Linked DNA regions of Mus musculus: region 2 is linked to region 1. A link is a contact called in public Micro-C data. All regions are on one chromosome and are shown on one strand. Each heading gives the region's core, a stretch centred on a gene start, on an enhancer-like site or on the middle of the called end of the contact. The rest is flanking DNA. Distances are from core to core; before and after follow the strand shown.

What was found. Hi-C and Micro-C count contacts between places; a contact is called where the count stands out from the background.
Region 2: a contact with region 1 is called in a Micro-C map of granulosa cells, with 3 times the contacts expected there. The contact joins the enhancer-like site here to the promoter of Prlr in region 1. A contact is called at or near these places in 1 of 39 promoter capture datasets (macrophages), 7 of 484 Hi-C or Micro-C datasets (granulosa cells, liver and nephron progenitors), 2 of 115 datasets of contacts at active chromatin or transcription factors (both in liver) and 4 of 9 other capture datasets (adipose tissue, embryonic stem cells, liver and 1 more).

The regions. Positions count from the first base shown.
Region 1 is chr15:10,175,490-10,179,373 of GRCm38.p6, reverse strand. Prlr (prolactin receptor) reads right to left here and starts at 2,136. Exons shown (of 10, transcript NM_011169.5): 1 at 1,503-2,136.
Region 2 is chr15:10,209,544-10,213,427 of GRCm38.p6, reverse strand. The region is part of intron 1 of Prlr (prolactin receptor); the gene reads right to left. Among named protein-coding and RNA genes, the nearest start is that of Gm41268, 8.9 kb to the right of the region's middle. Within about 2 kb of position 2,012, at least 12 of the 459 cell types and tissues checked have an H3K27ac peak or open chromatin away from gene starts, as enhancers often do. A contact at or near this core is called in granulosa cells and liver, where this site is marked.

The DNA of each region.
Region 1 (3,884 bases), core at 887-3,386:
ATAGCCAGAGGTCACACAACATGGGGAACTGTATTAAAGGGTCACAGCATTGGGAAGGCTGAGAACCATTGCTCTATGGTCCGCCATTAAGAGTTGAGAAGCCAGGTCTGGAAGAAGTGCAAAGATTGATGATGAACGATCTCTGTGTGGGCAGCTCTAGGAAGGCGAGCCATCTCTCTGAACAGCGCAGTTGCTTCAGACCCTCCCAGTCTACTCCCACATCCAGTACAGCCGCCAGCAAAAGCTTGGTGAGATGCGTCCTGATGCAGCATCCTCAAAGACAAGGGGTTTTCTGGCATGGACAACAAGGGGTGTCCTTAAAAATTCTTCATCTGTTCCCTAAGTACAGTTTCCACCCTGGGGAAATAACTCACAATCGCTTCTCAAAAGGGATCGATTTGCGAAGAAATCACTTTGAGAAAAAAAAAAACAAAACGCCACTGAAACAAAAAATCAAAATATTCCGGTTTCTGCTCTACTCAGCACCTCTGTTCCATTCAGCACTTGTAGCAAGAATGATCAGTTTCCCTAAATGTACACACAGTAAACTGAGGCCAGGAGAAGGTGAACTCCCACGATTGTAGTGCCACGGGAGGCAGAGCTAGGATTGGTCAAGACACTCCGGTGGGAAATCTTTCCCAGCCAATTCCATGAATGAAGATTAAAGGACGCTCCCCCCCGACCCCCCCCCCCGTGACATTAATAACAGGTTGCAAACATTTTCAAGTTCGATCACAGAAAACCCCAAGTTGCTTGTTATTAAGGGAACGTGGGTTGCTTCCCTACCACACAGGTAGAGGTCACTAACAGGATATTTTTCTACACAACTACAGCCCTTGCCTCCCCCTGCCTCAGCATTAAGAGTCTGGGTTCTGGGAGGCTATCCCCTCTGTCCCCTGATCCCATGATCTTTGCTCCAGCAGTGTGTCCTTGCTTCTACCCCTAGGGCCTGAATTCCTAGCACACTGCCCAGACTCCGCTTAGCTGCCTTAGGGAGTGGGGGTGGGAGCTCAGGTGACTGTCTCTTCACCTGGCACCCAGCTGTGCAGCCGGCAGGAGACTGCCCAAGTTAGCTGCCACCACGTCTCCTGCCCCAGCCCATTCAGCCTCCCCGCTATCTCCCCAGCTTTTCATTTCGACACAAACCACCTGCAACCCCACCATCACACCACCGAAACTCATTCGCAAGGGCGCGCTTGCAGGGTTTATTTTAAAACACACCGAGAGCAGTTGTAAAAGCTGGGGTGGGTGGCCAAGCCCCTTGGCATATATTTAGCTTTTCTCGAAAGGGACACCAAGGTTTGGCTTCAGGCACGCTCACAGCACGGGATGGGGTTTCCTCGCGCCCGCGGGCTCTGGCAGCTAGCTGGCATTTCCCTAAGCTGTCCGCGCCTGCAGCCAACTGTTCCACTCCCACTCGCGGCCTCGAACCCGCGGCCCTGGAGAGCGCCCGCCCGCACCACCCCTGGCCACGCACAGCCTTGTCTGACATGGGTACTCACTTCTGCTGGAGAGAAAAGTCTGCCATACCAGGGATTGAGCACTTCTTGCAAAGAACGCGAGCTTTTTCAGTGACAGGTAAAGCTGTTTCCTGAGCCCCGTGTAAAATCCAGAACGCAGGAGAGGAGTGAGTGAGACAGAGCAGGAAGGCGGGGAAAGCCCAGCTCAGAAGACCCGGCAGTCTGGGGATTTTAGCCTCTGCTCTGCCGTCGCCAGCCGCGTGTCTCTGAGAAGAAGCTCAACTCGGTGCACTTGTTCACTCTTTCTTCACTAGAGGAGGAGTCAGTGTTGCAACATGCATGTTCCTTGCTGGAGGCAAAACAGTGATTTTTCTCCAGCGTGCAAAAGGTCCAGAGCCTGCCAGTTTTATAAGGTGACGGAGATAGTTGGGGGAATCAGAATGCAGAGAAAAGGTGGACAAGGTAATGTCTGATTTCTCCCGGATCCGTTTCGCATGATCAGGGGACCTTCTTCCATCAAGACTACCAGTAAAGAGACAAAACAATAATAGAAATGTCCTTTAAGTCCTGTGACCTCAAAGATGGTATTTCTCCCAGTAGCCAAGATGAGATTCGGTGTCAAATTTCTTTCCGTACTTCCCAGCAAGCAACACCCAGCAGCCAGCCGCTTGACAATACTTGAGGGGGCTCTAGGGATTGGAATCACACCTTCCCTGGGAAGGAGGAGGAGTCAGAGGAAAGTGGTCGAGGAAGAATAAACAGGGACCCTTAAAGGACGCGTTGCTTTCTATTTTTTAACACAGCAGAACTTCCAGGGCTCTACTTTATGCTCAGCCACATCAAAATAGTAGATACACCAACATCCTCAGCAACCCACGAGTCGGCTCCTTTCCGCAAATGCAGAATGTACCTCCTCAAATAAGCTGCACCATCTGAGGGTTGTTTTATATTATGTCTTTGGTATTAACAAAACACTGCTTTTCCTCTTGCACCCCTCCCTATGTTCTCTTGAAAATAAACTATTAAAACAACAAATACCAATAGCTACTTGGATCAAATAGTTATCTCTGAACAGGTAAGTGATGCCATTGATTAACACTGTGTCCCGTTGTTAGGTAAGTTAGAGGGCCACGATGGGTGGTTATTTTGAACAAGCTATTGAATATTTTTTTTAATCATTGAAACATTGCTTTTTCTTCCTCTGATTTGATTGACACTTTACAATAACTGGCAAATCACATTCGTTAATGGCTTTCTGCCACACTGCAGGAAGCTGCTGGAAATCCCATGACGTTTAGGCGATTCTCTTGCATTAGAAGAGGCGTTCACACATGACCTGCACAAGATAAACCATGATCTACCCCTGGTTTTCAGAGGCTGTGGGGTGTGTATCTGCTGTGCACAGACTATGCCGGCTTCTGGTGGCTGAGGTGGACCATTGCTCACAATTACCTTTGAGAGTGTATAATACAGTGCCCGTTCATTTTCAAAACTAACGAGTATCCTCTCCAATGGCAGAATACAGACATTCTTAGTGGCCAAGTTACACCACAATGAACCCATTGTTAAGTTTAAGATATTTTAAGAAAAAAAAAAGAATAAAAACACCTGTTGAACATCATAATCTAGCCTTGTCTTGCCTATCAGATATGCTTAGAACTTGTATATTTGACTGAATTTGGGGGAAATTATCTAGCACAAAACTTAACAGGATGCCCGTGTAGGTAGATCATCATATTATTAAAGTGTCTAAACCATCGTGAACCACCAGAGGTTAGTGATTATATTCCTGTGTGACCTTTGAAAGGCTGGGGGTTACTCAGTAAAGTGTAATTTTCCTTGACTATTCTAACAGATAATGAGAAGAGAGGGAGAATCACCTTTGGCAATGGAAAACTGTTCGATTTCCTTGTGGTTCCTAGACGTCTGCGTTCCTGCTGCACAGCAGAAGTAGGTTCCAGAACAGGGTAAGTGACTAATCCACATGCTATTTGGAGAGAAGGTCATGGCTTTCTGCTTTGCTGTGCAGCATATACCCTGACCCCAAGCCACAGGCAGGCGTTCACAGTCGTAAATTTCCTTGTGCTCTCCTGTTACTGAGATGCTGAGGGAAGTCATCTGTGAGGCCAGCTTCCCTTTGCTCCATAGCTAGACCATGACTCTCTCCTTCTGCACACACTGGAACCATTCACCCACTTCCTCGTGTTCTCCGTTTGCTTAGATCTGCATCTGCCTCAGTGTGTGTCTTGTCTTGCTGATTCATCCAGCTGTGTCTTGACTCTGTATCTGCTCACTGTCTCCAAGACCTCACCCCACAGTTTAAGGTAACACACTAGCAATGTTTTGGATATCGCTATTCATTTGACTTGCACGAGTTTCACTTAGTGTAAACCAGGCTCAGCAGGGGAATAGCTATAATGTTGA
Region 2 (3,884 bases), core at 763-3,262, 34 kb before region 1:
CTTCGCACAGGTGTGGCAGTTACCTTTGTCTCACGAGCACCAGGTGTAAAGGTTAGCTGTGGTAGGAGCTGCATGCGCTCAGAGAGGGAGACGGCTGAACATCACAACAGTCTCCCCCACGTTGCTGGTGCCAAACTCTTTCCTCAGAGGTCACTAGTCCCTCTTTTTCTTCTAATCACCTTGAGGATTATCATGACTGAGTTGGGCAGAGATGGCAGTGTGAAGGACAGAACCTTTGCTTCTGTCTCTTCTCCCATGAGAGGAGTCCAAGGCACACTAAATCTTCACAGTATTGGGAGAATGGCTCCAACTTTTCTGAGGGAGACAGGCATGTTTGGAGGATATACTGAACACACCCACTGGTTTCTTGAGAGAAACACAAGAACTCAACTGAGTCTTTCTAACCAGAGTAGAAATGCCCAATACCTTTGACTGTCTATGGCTCTGGCCACCAAGGTGTGTTATCTTAACTAGTATTTGAGAGAAATCTTGTTCTTCCCTTTGTCTTGTCTCCCATTGTTACCCTAATTGGAAGGCATTACAAAATTGCATTGAAATGTGAAACTGGTTTGACTGTGGCCTGGTTTGCCTGGTGATAGAGGAGTCACATGTGGGAGAAAGCAATTGTTTTTATCAAAGGTTGAGAAGGCAAACAGACATAGAACTGTGACCTCTGGGTTTTCTCCCAGAATGCAGTCTGTGGGCTTCTTGTATCATTGAGAGGCAGACAGAGATGAAAGGATTTTCTGGGCCCCTTTTATGAGGATGTTAGTCCCATTCACAGAACATCATTTAGCATCATTGTGTCACTCTCCTAACACTGAGAGGATAGCGTGTGTCTAGGATTTTAACGTAAAGTAATGGGACACATGTCTCTTTAAAGAACACAGAGGTGTAGGTCTTAGAAACCACTTCACTCTGACCTTGATGCCTTGGCTTATTTTATTTTCACTCAGTGTGAATCACTTGAATGGATGCCATGCTGAGCAGTCAAAAGTCTCAAGTGGGTGAGGAGGTAAGGCTGGCCCTTCCCACTTACCTGAGATACAGGATACTTTATGCTCCTTAGAAATGTATGAAAGTATAATCTTTGTTTTTGGATGTTTTAATTTTAATTATTTTTATTTTTTTAATCTCTAAATATTAATGACATGGTCAACTCCTCTCTTTGGGGCTAATTTCCAGGTTGGCCCAATTACTTTAATCTGGGAATGAGCCCTTAATTAGGGCTCTAGTGAGTAGCTGACTCAGCTGTTTCTCTCACTTCTTGGATTGTTCAGTTCAGTCTCCTGTTCCTATCTGCTCTGATCTTGAGAGAAGGACCTAAGGGTCTAATCTTGGAGGGAGCTGAAGATAAGCCAGCCAACTGAGGGGGTGCTATCTGCATGGGAACACTCCCTGGCCTGAGGCTGAGGCTCCTTCTAAGGGAAACTTCCCACTAAGTCACCCTTCAGAGCATGTGACTTAAGTGTGTGGACTGGCACACAGTGCCATCAGGGGAAGGGGCAGGCTTTCCTTGCCACTTGGGTTTGACACCTGGGTTCTGCAGCAATCATTCCTCGAGGACATTCCACAGACCTGCAATGACTTGAGTGCCAAGTCTGCCAAGTTTAAGGGACAACAATCACAATGGTTGCTTAGAGGGAAAGATTGCTCCCACTACTTGCCCATTCTGCAGAAGCTGATGGGAGCATTTCTCTATTTGGCCAAGTTTTATCCACTTCACAATGCCCTGTAGCCTCTTTTCGGATGCACGGATAATAGAACAGTAGCACCAGTATCTCTTAGCAAGTTGGTAATGCTGCCAGTTTTTTTTGAAGATCCCCTGAGCCCCTTGAACGAAGGGCTGAGTAGAAAGAGATTAAGAAGCCTCCCTCCCGCCCGCCCCTCAAAGATATCCTTTTCCTGACTCTAACACAGCTGACCTTGGGCCTTTTTAGATTATCACTTAGTAAAGTCATCTTGTGCTTGCCAAAGTAAACAAACAGGATGCTGTTATGTGATGCCCTTGACTCTATGGAGAATTGCCTCTGTTCCAAGTTCCTCTGTGTAGCTGGCAGCCATGATGGTTTTCCTTGCATGGGCTTAGCAGGCTCTTCTTCTAGAACCTACTGTCTTTCCTCAGATGTAGGACCTTAAATTTATGGCCCCATTCACCTCATGGCTTCTCTTTAGTAAACAAGCCACTTAATATATTTATTGTTATGTGTGGTTAAGGAGGAGACACCAGACCTCTAAACAGAAAATACTTTGTTTGATGAATGGAATATCTTTTTAGTTTCCTGTTTTGTTTCAATTAAGTTCCATTCCACTTGGTCTTTGCTCCCATTTTCTCCCTTCTTGTCTTTGTCCTTTTGGTACTGCACGGTGGAAGCCTCCCTGGTTTGTAACATAAACTTGACCTTTTGAGATTCGTGTTCGGCACTGACAGTATTTCAGATGCCTTTCCTGAGACAGGCTCTGGAGAAGCATGGTGAGGCCCAGCGACCTGCTGATGGCGTGAAGCTTGAGACCTCCCCACAAGCAGCTCATTGTCTCCATGGGCCAGTCCCTTTCTCCTGTCAACCCAGGGCAACAGCTAAGTTCAGAGGAGCTGCACAGTTGTTATCAGTCCCAGCCGCTGTTTCCCTTGCCTTTCCAGAGATGGCCACAGGAAAAGCTGGCTAGGAAGTTCTTACTCAGAGAAAGGGAAAGGTAATGTAAAAACAAAAAAACAAAACAAAACTAAACAAAACAAAATAAAACAAAACATAGAAAAGGGGCTCTAAGCTGCCCATCCTCCACTGGTAAAAGGCTGCCTAGGTGAGGCTGTTCCAAACCCCAAGGCGATGACCTTCCTAGCACAAGGAAATAGGGAGGGAAAGAGCAGCTGCCTCAAGGTGCAGCCTCTGCTGACTGTCCCTTGCCCCAGCAAGGCAGTGTAAAATCGTGGGACATTTTCAGTTCCAGATAAGTGTGTGAAAGTGGCTGTGATTGTGAAAGAGATAAAACGTTTGGCTGGCAGTCAGCTGCTGGTTCTTGAGAGCGTCAGATGTGATGCTCTGCCTTGTGGTACCATTATGTGGGAAGAGCAATGACCCTCACTGTCTCCTGTGGTTGTCAGAGGAGCATTTTCAAGGTACCACTTGGTAGCCACAAATTAACCTTAAAGAAGATGAAATTTAGGGGAAATGAAAAAATGTTGTTTATTTTTTTTAAATAAAACTTGCCTTCAAAAGAAAGGGAATATAGTCTCCTGTGTATGTTTTGCCCTTTATACCTTTCTAAAATCTGCTTATTATATAACACAAGAAGTTTTCAAATACAGAGCAATTACAAATCTCTAAAAGAGACTGAAAATTAATATTTATGTTTTTCAACTCCTATGACATTTTGCTGCTTCTCCAGTCGCAATAGATTAAAAATCCGTACCCTAAAGCCTCAAAGTTAACAAGCACTTAGTGACCACCATCACAAACAGACACGTACACAAGGATGTGTAAATATGAACGGAACAATGGCTTTAAAAATTGTTAAGAAAAATAAGCATTAGGATTGTCCCATTTCAGCCCAAAAAATGTGTGCGAATTTTAAAAAACGTAATATATTTTTCTGGCTGGCCAGGGTCCTTGAAGCCCTATCAAGCTCTGATAACAGACAGAATAAAGATGGCACTGGACAAGGGGTCACCTTAGCTGGCTGCACAGTCAAAAGGAATGGATGGAATGACAAGAAGAGGTGGGAACCTTAGCATGTCCACCAGAGCACCATGCTCTGACTTGTAAAATGGGGAATTAAAGATATCTGACTGGACTATCACAGGGCTTTTCAATAACATCTTTAACATGTTTGTCCTATGTTATCTACTAGCAAGGTGGCACATGATACGTAGGGGTTCCTGCATT